2 separate regions of the Capra hircus genome follow, and region 2 is linked to region 1. The links are chromatin contacts, called in public Hi-C maps. All regions are on one chromosome and are shown on one strand. The core of a region is the stretch at or near the end of the contact, and the rest is flanking DNA. Distances in the headings are between cores, read along the strand shown. Region 1 holds the start of SLC22A11 (solute carrier family 22 member 11). Region 2 overlaps NRXN2 (neurexin-2-beta).

Region 1 (6,347 bases), core at 647-3,146:
TATTTTAAAATTCATAATGAGTCCCTACCAGAGAGGCAGCGGCCCAGACTTTGAAATCCAGGCCCAGAGCCCTGACTCCCAGCGTGCTGGCTGGGCGCCATCTTGGCTGAGTTCCCCAAGCCCTCTGGGGAGCTTCTGGGAAGTTTAGGGTCCAGACGCCCACCCACACCTCACCCACCCATACTTCCAGCAAGCTTCAGACTTCTCTCCAGAACTGACTCAGCCAATTCTTCTCGCATCCTGGGAGTGACTGGCCCTGATTCTGACCCAAATTCTGAATTCCAGCCTTTAGCTAGCACTTGGTCCATGACAGGATAGAGGCCAACTAGCAGCTGGTCAGGGGCATCAGAGAGTGTGGGTTGCGGTGTCTGGTTCGAATCCTGGCTATGCTGTGTGACCCTTGGGCAAGCTGCCTGCCCTCTCAGCCTTGGTTTCCTTGTCTGGGGGAGTCAGCACTGCTTCTCTCCTGGGCTGCTATGAGGCATGAGTGAGAGCCTGCAGGCAGCGTGGTCAGCATAGAGCTGAGCACACAGCGAGCCCTAGGTGCCAGGAGCAGCTGTTACTAGGAGGCACAGCACAGGGCGGGGTGCTGGGGTGCGGCCTCCCCATCTCCTCACACCCAGGCTGCCATCAGACACTGGGTCGGGCAGGCTTGACTTTACTCACTTCCCCAGTCTGCACACCTGCTCAGCTCCAAGGCCCACGAGGGCTTTCTCAGGGATGCCAGGAAATGGTAGCCATGGTTTCCACCCTGGGGGAGCTTACAATCTAATAAAGGCAACCTGGAACCTCGAAATAGAAACTTCCTGAAATAGTGCGTCTGCGAGCTGGTCTCCCAGGCAGTCTGGTAGGAGATGCGTGGTAGGGAGGGAAACAGCCCAGGCCTGGGTCCTCTGCACACCCACCCCCCCACCTCCCCCAGCCTCCCTGCAACCTCAGGGCGTTGGACCCCAGCTGGTGGGGCAGCGGGCAGGTGCTGCTCAATCCGTACTCTGTGCTTTAGCAAAATGAACTGAAATGGCCCAGGATGGGTGAAAGTTGGGCCAACAGTCTCCCGATTCAAAGGGACACATGCAAAGAGTTCTGAAAGTTCAGACTGAAGCATGCTGGGGACTTTCCCAGCGGTACAGTGCTTAGGAATCTGCCTGCCAATATCGGGGACAAAGGTTCAGTCCCTGGCCTGGGATCCATTAAGACTGTGCGTGGCGGCAACTGAAGCCGTCAGCCCGAGAGCCCACCTGTGTGCCACAACGCGAAGCCCACGCACCTGGAGCCCGTGCTCCACAGCAGGGAGCAGCCCCCACAACGCGAAGCCCACGCACCGCAGGGGAGAGGAGCCCCCACTCGCTGCAGCTAGAGAAAGCCTGCACAACGCAACGGAGATCCAGAGCAAGTGAAAAAGAAGTTAGATTGGAGGATGCCATCACACGGCCCGCAGGGAGACGCTGAAGCCTTCCTGAGAGGCCGAGCCCACCTTTCTCCCCTGGAATTCCTCTCTGGGATTTAACTTTAACCCGAGCAATGAAGCCACAGCCTGGGTGATGTTTGTCCCACAGCTGTAATTCAGTCACATCGCAGCACTGACTTTTTTGTTAATTTTCTTGACCTTCCACTCTCAGGTGCTGGATGCCCCTGTGAGTTTTGTCCCCACTCCAGACCAGAGGGGCATCCAAGCAGTCATTCTTAGAAATAGGGGGAGGAGGAGGGGTTTCTTCAAAGTCTCTCGGGCATCTTAGGACAGACTGGACCTGCTGGCCCGCCCCTGTGGGGCGGAGCGGCGAGCGGAGGTAGAAGGTCCGGCGATCCTGCGCCTGCCCGTGGTTCTGGGCAGCAGGCCAGGTGCTCACCAGCTCCCCGATGCCCAGGAGACCCACTCTGGGGGCCGCAGCTCTGTCCATGGCGTTCACTGAGCTCTTGGAGCAGGCGGGGGGCGTGGGGCTCTTCCAGGCCCTCCAGATCCTCACCTTCTTCCTCTTCTTGGTCTGGGTTCCCTTCCAGTTAGTCGTGGAGAATGTTTCAGCCGCCATCCCAGGCCACCCCTGCTGGGCTCACCTGCTGGACAATGGCTCCGGGGCCCCCGCCAACCTCAGCCCCAAGGCCCTCCTGCCCGTCTCCATCCCACCGGGCCCCAACCGTGGGCCCCACCGGTGTCTCTGCTTCCGCCACCCACAGTGGCAGCTCCTGGACCCCAACGCCACGGCCACCAACTGGAGCGAGGCCGACACGGAGCTGTGCATGGACGGCTGGGCCTACGACCACAGCACCTTCACCTCCACCATCGTGACTGAGGTGAGGGTCCCCCCACCACCACGCCCACCATTTCTTCCCCCTTCCCAGCCTCCCAACGACTGTGAGGTTTAGAACACCTCCATCAGCGCTATTAAATGATGTGCGCTCCCTCAACATTAATTACTGATGGCTTGGGATGGCCAGAATTCCCATGTGGGGCTAGGGTTACAGGTAGCTTCGGGGAGCTTACATTCTGCAGGAGAATCCAGAACCAGTCAGCCTTCAAGCCAGGAATAAGAATGGAGTCCACACCTTGTGCCCTTAAAGCAGCAGCCACCGCTCTGATGCTTTCCTTGTCGTCACTATTTCACAGCAATCTCTTGAGGTGGGTCTTATGATTGACCCCGTTTAATAACTGACAAAACAAAAGCCCACAGAGGTTAAGTAACTTGCCCCAGGACACACAGCTGAAGTGTACTCTAATTCAACCCAGGGATCCAGGTGCCGGAACATCTCCCTCACTTTCTGTCCTGCCTTGAGGCTCAAGGCCCCTGCGTCATCAGTGAGCACAAGGGAGAAAGCAGCTTCCGCAAGTAGGGAAAGGAGAGCAGGCAGGGAAGAGGCGACATTTCAGATGACACTTGGATTATAAGCAGAGGAATCAGTCACATGCAGGCTGGGGCAGAGCCGGGTCGGGACAGAGGTGGGAGCGTGTCTGGGTGTTGAGAGAGCAGCACTTGGCACAGAGGGTTAGGGGTCGGGAGATGGACGGGCACGTGTGGAAGGAGCCTGGCTTTTCCTTAAGTGCAAAGAAAAGTCCCCAGAGGCTTTGGAACAAGGCAGCGCTGTGACCTGATCTGCATTTTCAAGAGATGACTTTGCAGGGTGGACAATGCCCTGCAGCGTGTGTGTGTGTTTGGGGGTGGGGGGAGCGCCCCACCTGCAGTGGTTCAGACAGCGAAGGTGGAAACAGGCAGAGCCGTGGGCAAGGCAGGCAGGCCTTGGTGAAGGGAAGGGCAGACGCTGGGGGGGGAGGCGGTGCAGGCGATGTTCAGGCAATGGCTGCTTGGTCCCCAGCAGATGGCAGGAAAAATTCACAATGACATGTGCTCATCTTCACCATTCTGCAAGAGAGGCAGCCATACAGCCCTGTTCCTGGAGGAGACGGGCTCAGCCAGGTGCAGGAACACAGCTGGGGTCACCAGCTGGTCAGTCATCAGCTGACTCGGAATTTGAGCCTTGTGGTTAACCACCGGCCACCACTGTCCACTAGGAGGGACCTGTCCCGCCGTTAGACCCAGAACCATGTCCCATGTGTCCTGCCCTGCTGATCATAAGTGGGGCAGGGGTCGGGGGTGAGGCCTGCTGCCCACATACCCCTTCCCCCATGGTTGTCTGGATTTAAGATTCTGGGGACCCCACTGGGGGAGGCCAGATCCCCTCTGGGGGTTCTGGACCTTCCTCTGCCACCCTGACGCCACTATTCCACACCCCCTGAGCCAGGCTGACACACCCTCCTCTTCTTCCAGTGGGACTTGGTGTGTGACCACCAAGGCCTGAAGCCCCTAGGCCAGTCCATCTACATGGCTGGGGCCATGGTGGGATGCATCATCTGTGGCTTCCTCTCCCACCAGTGAGTATCTCCTCTCCTCCCCTCCAGCTCCTTCAAAACAGAATGAGCGTTGTGAGGACAGAGGTAAGTAATGTGCAGTGGACGTTCGTGCTTCTTAGGAGAGAGTCTCTCCCATCTGGAGTCTGAGCCCCAAGTTCCCAGGGGGCTGAGAACCCACCGTCTGAACCTTGATGCTGGGCTGAGCTGAGAAACCACCCTGAACATTCACTCTCCTCTTCAGCGTTTGCACCAAACTTTACTGAGCACCTACTGTGTGCACAGTCCCTGCCCTCGGGGAGCTGATGGCTTTCTGGAGAGAGACAGAACCCTCTTTCTTTTGACCAGGGCTTCCCTGGTGGCTCAGCGGTAAAGAATCCACCTGCCAAGGCAGAAGACTCAGGTTTGATCCCTGGGTCAGGAAGATCCCTTGGAGGAGGAAATAGCAACCCGCTCCAGTACTCTTGCCTGTAAGATCCCATGGACAGAAGAGCCTGGTGGGCTACAGTCCATGGGGTCGCAAAGGAGTTGGACATGACTGAGTGACTCAACAACAACAACGTGAAGTGTAATGAAAGAGATCCAGCCCCCTTGCCCCTCCCTGAGTGCCCCCTCCCCTCTTCTCCACGCCTCTCCTGAGGTGGAGCGCCCAGGACCCTCTCTGGGAACCTTGCTCAGTCTGTGCTCAGGTCCTGCCCCAGGCGCCGCTGTCCAGTGCTGAAAACGCCCACGTTGCACCCCCTCAGCTTGCAAACCCAGCTGCCGGCCTGGAGTCTCCACTTGGATGGACCTCACAGTTACCACGGCCCCTGCTGCACCCCTGAACCCCCACCCCCACCCAGCCCAAGCCCTGCCCACCAGACTCCATCCTGGAGGACAGCCTCCCTAGGAGCCAGCCCCATGTTCCCTCCCTCAGCCTCCACGCTCACAGGGCTCCTTCTCCAAAGCACAGCTCCCAGCCCAGGGCCCTGCCTTGCATGCCACCCCCTTGCCCAAACCACCACCCTCTCTGGCCTGGGCTGGCCACAGCCTCCTCTGGGGTCTCCTGCCTCCACTGGGCCTTCCGTTCTGCCGCAGCACTCAGAGTGACTCGGCAAAGGCTTGTGTGTGGATCTTGTCACTGCCCAGCCTGAGGTCCCCTGGGCCCCCACGCCAAGGACAGTCCCCACCCACCCCGCCACCCCTGCTCAGCACTTGGCTTCTAGCTGGTGGCTTCGCCAGCCCCTCCTGGAGCAGCCCTGCTCCCACCCAGCCCTCACCTCGCCTAGAGGTTTCCACTCATGGCCCCTTTGTGCCCAGCATGCAGGTCACTCTGCTCCAGGCAGCTCCTTGCAGAGGCCTTCCCAGCTTCGGGCCCACAGGTCCCACGGCCCTGGCAGCTGTCCGCTCACAGCTCCTGGCTCTCTGCCGGTGCCCAGCTCTCGTTAGCTCATTGATTCTGTATGTCCCCACGAGACCATAGCTCCAAGGAGGCAGAGGCCTTGGGGTCACATCCTTGGTGCCCAGCACACAGCTTACTGCCCGTAATATGCTGAAGGCACAAATGGGGCCCCCACTATGCCCAGCAGCTCGGGCTCTGGGGCGTCCTGAGCCCCAGCTTCTTAGAAGATGGGTGTATTATTTCTCTGTGCCTTGGTTTCCTCCTGTCAGTGGGCACCCTGCCACCTGCCCAGGGGACTGCGATGATGAAGTGAGTTAGTCACATGCAGAGCCCGGGCTGGGCCGACACAGTGGCGGCTCTTCGTGGGCCTTACATTACCTTATCCCGAGCGCAGTGGGGAGCCCGAGCACCGAGGAGGTCCTCCAGTTTGCACTCTCAGAGCACTGGGCACCCGGCAGCCACCGTTCCTTCCCCAGGGGCCGCCCACACCGGGAGCCACATCGCAATCCATCTTCAGCCGCCTGGTGAGCCTGCGGTCAGCGCCAGGCTTCAGCCTCCTGGTCTCACCCCGAGATCTGGGGCGTGTGTTCCTGCTTCTGGGCACTGCCCAGACAGGCGAGGCTGAGGTTGGCCCGCGTCTCTCCAGTCTGACCGACACGTGTGTGCATGCTCAGCTGCTTCAGTCGTGTCCGACTCTTTGTGACCCTATGGACCGTAGCCCCCCAGGCTCCTCTGTCCATGGGATTCTCCAGGCAAGAATCCTGGAGTGGATTGCCATTTCCTCCTCCAGGGGATCTTCCCAACCCAGGGATCGAACCTGCTTCTCCTGCCTTGGCAGGCGGATTCTTTACCGCTGAGCCACCAGGAAAGGCCCCTGCCTGACACAGACTTCAGCTCAATGCCTGCGTGGTTCAGGCTGGACTGACCTCGGGGCGGCAGCGGCACCATGAGCGTGTGGGCTCCAGTGTGTCGCCAGGCTCACCCAAGGCCACAGGCCCCGAGCCGCCTGCGATGCTGCCCCTTGTTCAGCATCTCATGCCTACATTTTATAGACAGAGAGATCGTGGCCCGCAGACACCCAGCCAGGTGCCCAAGGTCACCTGGGAAGGGCAGAGCTGGGCTCAGACC
Region 2 (6,349 bases), core at 1,486-3,985, 110 kb after region 1:
GGCAGGTAAGGAGGAGCTACAGCTGCAGGGTGGGGGTGGGGCTGGAAGCTGCAGGAGGGAGGGGTGGAGAGGGAGACCTCATAGTGGAAGAACCCAGACCAACAGAGGACTCAGGTGTGAGGGCCCATCGTGGGGGGTGTGGGGAGAGAGGCTGCAGAGGACCTGGCTCCTGGGACAGGCTCCGAAGAGAAGCTCGTGGAGGGACAGCTTTGAGGGGGCAGTAGGGTCCCTGGGCAGGGACAAAGCTGCTCTAGGGTGGGGGCCTCTTAGGCCAGAGAGGTCACAGGGACCCAGCCTGCCTTCTGTCTGTAGTAGGGCCGGATGGCCAGGGCCAGGACAGTGAATGGAGCACAGATATGACTGAGAAACCCCTGGCAAGGAAGTAACTGGGGGGTGACCAGGGTGGAAGAGAGGGTGCTGCTTCTCCATGTTGGCTGGTGGCGGGGGGACCTGAATCTTGACCTGTGGTCTGTGGGGACTGGACATCTCAGCCAGTGGCTGAGGGAGCTGCCTCTTGGTCATGGCGGGGACAGGGGACCACGTCCTTGACAGCGGTGCAGAGCCCAGCACCTCACCCCTTGACCAGCTCGATGACGATGAAGTCATTGCCATTGCCTGAGTTGAACAGGAGGAGCCCGTCGGGGGCTGTGGTCTTAAACTGGAAGAAGAGGTGCATGGAGGCATAAGCTTGGAGCGTGGCAAGCGCCAGGTAGCTGCTGCGACTCTTGAAGGTGACGGGATCGGCCACAATGGCACGCAGGCCAAAGCGAGCATTGAGCTCACAGTAGGTGATGTCCCCATCCTTGCACTGGTCCATGTATGGCTGGCCGTTGAACACCAGCCCGCTCAGGTGCCCGATGAAGTTGGAGGGCACCACGGAGATGAAGCGCCGCTCCGTCATGATGCCCGTCTCAATGTTGTGGAACTCTAGCCGCGTGTGGGCCCCTGCCATCTGTCCTGCTCAGCACAGGAGACAGAGATGGGGTCATGGCTTTGGGGCCCAGACTGTAGGGTCACTTCTGGGGCTGGGTCTTGGGTCCCCAGGAGCCTCCCCTTCACTCAAGGGCCACAAGGGAAGGACATCAGCAAAGCCCCCACAGGCGCTGGCAGCACACCCAGCTCCTGGGTCTGGGGGAGCTGTGGGACTCTGGGCCAACAGGCTGGCAGGGCAATGCTGCCTCTGGGGTCCAGGAGCCCATGACATGCCACCCCTAAGGGAGAAATGGCACCCAGGCAGGGGTCACCAAGAACAGGGCTGCAGACTACCTACCCTCCACGGTCACGTTGTCCACTGACAGCTGCAGGCTCTTGCCCCGTCGCACCACCCTCACTGTGTGCCACTCATTGTCATTGAGCTTGTGCCCCGCAAAGAGCGTCTCAGGGCCTTTACCTGCGGCACCGAGGGGGGAGTCAGCCTGGCACCTCCTCCTGCCCTCATGTGGCTGCTTCAAGTACCACCCTGGGCACACAGCCTCACCCCTGTACACACCCACGCATGCAGGTACACCACACACACACACACACACACACACACACAGCCTTTGCACACACCCAGTCATAAATACAGACACACTCAGTATCACCATACTTGGTGCAACTTCCCATTGGAAAAGAACAGGGTGAGTGAATAGTGGGTGCCTTCGGAGTTGTGCCCTAAGGCCCTGCACCTGGACACTCACACCGACAACCAGCATACTCAGCCCGCCTCACCTCACGACCTTCCGTGTCAGTGTGTGTAGCCAGCAGCTGAATCCCCAGCCTATAGACATAGGCCTCAAGCTTTCACGAGTCTCACCACGCACCCAAATGTGCATGCGCACCCACAGCCTCACGGCTGTCCATGAGCACTCCACACACACACACACACACACACACACACACACACACACACCCACCCCTCCCCCATCTAGAGCAGCAGTCCTCAACATTTGGGCACCAGGGACCAGCTTCGTGGAAGGCAATTTCTCCCCGGACCAGGACGGGTGGAGGATGAGTTGGGGATGATTCAAGTGCACTACATTAATTGCGCACTTCATTTCTAAGCTAAGGCCATCATGGATCTGACAGGAGGCACCGGCCCATGGCACAGAGGTTGGGGATCCCTGATCTGGAGGGACCCAGTGTGACTTTTCTGCACATGCCTGGTTAATTCCACACAGGGACATACACATCACATACACAGCATGGCCAGCGTGGCCAGAGAGCGCAATGTCTTTTTTAGGAATTACGGCCATTTATTCAAGACCTGGATGAACCGCTTCCAAGACTAAAAACGTTTAGCTTTAGAACGGTGCTGCAGGCCATTTGCGGCACCCCTCAAGATTCCTCCTGGGCCCCCCACCCCAGTGCTCTCACCAGCGGGGCAGGGCTCACCACGCATGCGCACACCTGTCCAAATACACACAGAGCGGAACTAAGTACACTCTTTCTGCCTGTGGCTGCCGCGTCCCTGGGCTCTCTTACGTGACCTCAGGGCACACCAGGCAGAAACACACTCAGAGATGAGGATTGAATCCAGGCACACTGGGAGCTCAGAAATGTCCACACCCGCTCTCACCCCTGCTGAGAGCCTCACTGTCACCTCCGAGAGCGCCCCCGTTTGGCAGAATCTCACCCCCGACCCCCGCACCCCAAACGAGGGCTGTGGCGGGCTGAACTTCCGGGCTCACCGCCCACTCACCTCCAGCCCTCGGCTTCTCTCCCGCGTGCCTCGACCTCCCCCTTGTGGCCGCCTCGAGATACAGCGGGATAGCCCAGCCCCTCTTCGGCTCCTTCCTGCCCTCCTGCGGGAGGTGCCATCCCAAGCCTTTGCCCTACCCTCCAGAGCGTTTGAGGAGACGAAGTTTCTGGCCCTTCCTATCCTAGTCTCAGTGAGCATACAGACCCCAGACCTCCACCGACTCCCCCTGCTTCAGCTTCGTTTGGCTCGTTCTGCCCTCCACAAGCACACCCCACACACGCACCCACTGCCCAAGTCCCGCACAAGCAGGCTATGACACCGTCTCCTCCCCTCCCCCTGCACCCCTCCCCAACCCCAATGTCCAGAATCCCAGGCCCCAGGGGCTCTGCAGAAGAAGAGGGAAGCCACTTACTGGGTGCGCAGCCGACGCGCAGGCAGTCTGGGGGGGCCATGGGGCGGGCAGGGAGGGGAGACAAAAAGGCAGAACAAGTTTTTTTTTTTTTTACATCCTTCACAGGGAGGGGTGTCTGCAGGCAGGGGTTTCCCCCAGGGCCACTTTCCGGGGACCACGCGTGCTCAGGTGCCTTCCTCAGTCGGCCCCCTCCCCCTCCTTCCCCCAAACGGGAGGCAGGGCAACCGGGTGATGGGAAGAAGGCTGACATCTCCCTTCTTGGAGAAGCCCGGGCCTCTCATGTCTGAGGGAGATGGGCACCTTGGGAATCCCAGTCGCACAGGGGATCACTGGGGGGCTGAGGGCTTGACCAACCCCACATCTCCCCATCTCTGAGAGGGAGACAGGCGAGGAGGGCCAGAGCCCCTGCTCCCCTGCTCTGGGACAACTCCCTGCTCAGAGCCCAGGCTGTCACACATCATCTCCGTGTCCCCTGGGCTCTGAGCTAAATGGAGGGGTCTGCCCCAGGGTTCCCTTCCCGCAGCCATACACTTCCCACAGCCCCAGGGGGCTAGCACCACCCCTACAGGAACCTTCTTGCTACCCTTCCTAACCTGGAGGGTACCAGGCTGTCCCTGGGAACCAGGGTGCTCTTCACCCTGAACAGGAACTAGCATTATTCCCTTTTTCTAGGCAAGGGCCAGAGGTGCACACATGAGGACACTGAGGCCCCGTATGACTTCTGAGGTCTTCGGGGACAAGCAGGCACCCTCGGCAAAGCCTCCTGCCCCTCCCAGCCCCAGCACTGTTGGCCTCCAAGTCCAGCCTGAAGGCCCCGGGTACTCAGAAAGCACACTTGTCTACACCGACCTGCAGCCCGGAGCCCTGGGGCCTCTGGCCATGCCCCTGGTGGGAGCATTACCCACAAGATGTGAGTCCACCAGCCTCACGAGGACACAGAGCACTAGAGTCCTGTGACAGGGTCTTTGGATGCCTGTCCTGCTCCATCAGACCCAGACAGTAGAAGGCAGAAGCAGGCAGAAATGCTGCGTCCTAAACCGTCAAGTGACTGTGGGCAATTCTCTTCTCTCCCAGCCCCACCTTCCCTCCCTGTGAGCTGAGGGGCTTGAACAAACCACCCTGACCTGGAAACAAGCACGAAGTGCCCAATGGGCCAGCCCTACCTCTCAGGGAGGGGCACTTTCCAGGCCTCTCTTAGCAGCAGTGTATCCTGCCATCCTCTGTCTCCCCTGGAATGGGCTCTGCCCACAACCCCAAGGCCCAGGAGGCAAAGTGGGGTGGGGTCATCTGGCATCCCCCTAAGCCCCTGAAGGTTCCTGCAGTGGAGGTAGCTTCCCCCGTGGCTCGGGGGCATGGGCTCCGCGGGCAGTACGGCTGAGCCCCACACGCGTCGTCAACCGCAGCAGAAGAGTGGGGGGAGCAGCCGGGACCTGAAGCCACAGCCGGGCACCAAGGCAGGGGCAGAAGGAGGTCAAGGGGCAGATCTGGGGCAAGTCACAGGGAGAGGAAGGAGGTGGAGAGGGTACAGAGAGAAAAGAGGAAGAAAGGGGGAGCTGGACAGAGGGGGGAGGGGAGGATGTCGGGGTGAGGGCAGGGTGCCAGGCCTGGACTCAGGTCACGGGGGCTCTCTCAGGGCCAGCAGAGTCTTCACCAATGAAGGGTCCAAAAAAGAAAAAAGGGAGCTGGAAGGGCAGGCCGATCCCCTTTTGGAGAAAAGGCCTAGGGAGGAGCATAGTTCTGCCCCTCCCAAGCATGGGGGCTCCAGGAAGGGGGTTCCGTCTGTCCAGAGAAGAGGTGTTAGCTCCAGGCCCATCCTTGAAGTGACCCCATCCCCAGGAGCGCCCCTCCAGTGGGACTGGAGGGGAGCAAACTCCCCTTGAAGTTGAGCACCCAGGAGGCAGCCAGCACTGTCCCAGAGGAAAGGCAGCAACTGCGGGTAAGTGGGAGAGACCGCCCTCTGGTGGCCGCACCTCCCAGAGCACAGCTCAGGGAGATTTAACTGCTACCCTGATAACTAGAAACCTGGCCTCAAGTTCAGCAAACGGACCGAAGTGATTGATGTGCACAGACCCACCAAGGCCCTGGTTGGGCCTAAAGACCAGGATGATGGTATGAATGTGTGATAAGACAGGTGGGAAAAAGTCATCTGTATGGAAAGGAACTCCGGAAAAGAAGCCAGGCTCCACTTTATGCATCCCACCTGCTCCCCCATCCACACCCTGCGAATTGGAGGTGGGGGAGAGGGGGCCGGAGCTCTTTGCAAGGAGCCTCAGGAGCCCATTGGCTGGAATCTTGGAGGCGACACTGCAGAGTGGCAGAGTGCACTGGGCACAGCCGTCTGCCCAGCAGCCCAGCCTCAAAAGAGCTCAAGAGCCTCTTAAAAGAGCCCCATGGAAACAAACTACCACCCTGTGGGAACAAGGCACTGCCCCGTGGTCTCAGAGATTAAAGAGCTTTGGAATGTAATGTGCATTAAGCCTGGCTTAAATCACGAGCGACAGCCAGACTTGCTGTGTACAGCTTGAGACAGCAGAACTAAGTTCACAAGTGGGGATTTCAGAAGAGGATGTTACTACCAGGGAAGAATGACCCAGTGATGAGAATGGCCATCTCAGAGGTGGGGTGCTCTTGACACAGAGTCATCTGAACAGAGGTGGAGAGCCTCCCGTTGGCAGGGGGAGGCACGGCGGATGCACACACGGGGGCGGGCTGAAGGAGGTGACTTCTAAGGGCCCCACCAGCTTGGAGATTCTTCAGTTACACTTCACCCTTTGTGTCAGCCTCACTGGCAACTGGGACGGCCGATAGGCACATAGTGTAGAAAGGCAACCCCAGGGGGGTGACAAGAGGCAGGCCATGCCCCAGGTAGAAGGAACCCAGGAACCCAGATCACACTGGAATGGGTGACGAGTCAGGGACTCCGGGAACAGAGACCAACCACTCTGTTCAGGGCCCATAGACAGCAGAGCTCCAGGAACTGGCTCAGGGTCGGCGGACATGGTGGAGGCCAGGGCAGGAGGCGTGATCCACTCCTGGGGCTCTCTGCCTGGACACGGGCAGCAGCCCCAGGCCCTCCTGGCCCTCTCCGGCCCAGCAAACACCCAGGCACCTGAGACTGGCTCCAAGCACCTTCTCCCACCACATGGTCACCAGCTCCACTCTCTTCCGGACCGAGTCTGCGTAAATCCAGTGAGCACCTGACGAGCTGCCTGCGGGAGCCTGGCTTCCCTGCCGATGAGATGAGACTACGCGGCCAC

What was found. Hi-C and Micro-C count contacts between places; a contact is called where the count stands out from the background.
Region 2: a Hi-C map of blood shows a contact between it and region 1, with 5 times the contacts expected there. The contact joins the enhancer-like site here to the promoter of SLC22A11 in region 1. A contact is called at or near these places in 3 of 5 Hi-C or Micro-C datasets (blood and liver).

The regions. Positions count from the first base shown.
Region 1 is chr29:43,219,002-43,225,348 of ARS1.2, forward strand. It overlaps SLC22A11 (solute carrier family 22 member 11), which reads left to right and starts at 1,897. Exons shown (of 11, transcript XM_005699974.2): 1 at 1,897-2,289; 2 at 3,759-3,862. The coding sequence starts at 1,897.
Region 2 is chr29:43,323,971-43,330,319 of ARS1.2, forward strand. NRXN2 (neurexin-2-beta) reads right to left here. Exons shown (of 21, transcript XM_018043415.1): 12 at 1,271-1,390; 13 at 576-957. Among named protein-coding and RNA genes, the nearest start is that of SLC22A12, 60 kb to the left of the region's middle. Within about 2 kb of position 2,736, at least 2 of the 5 cell types and tissues checked have an H3K27ac peak or open chromatin away from gene starts, as enhancers often do.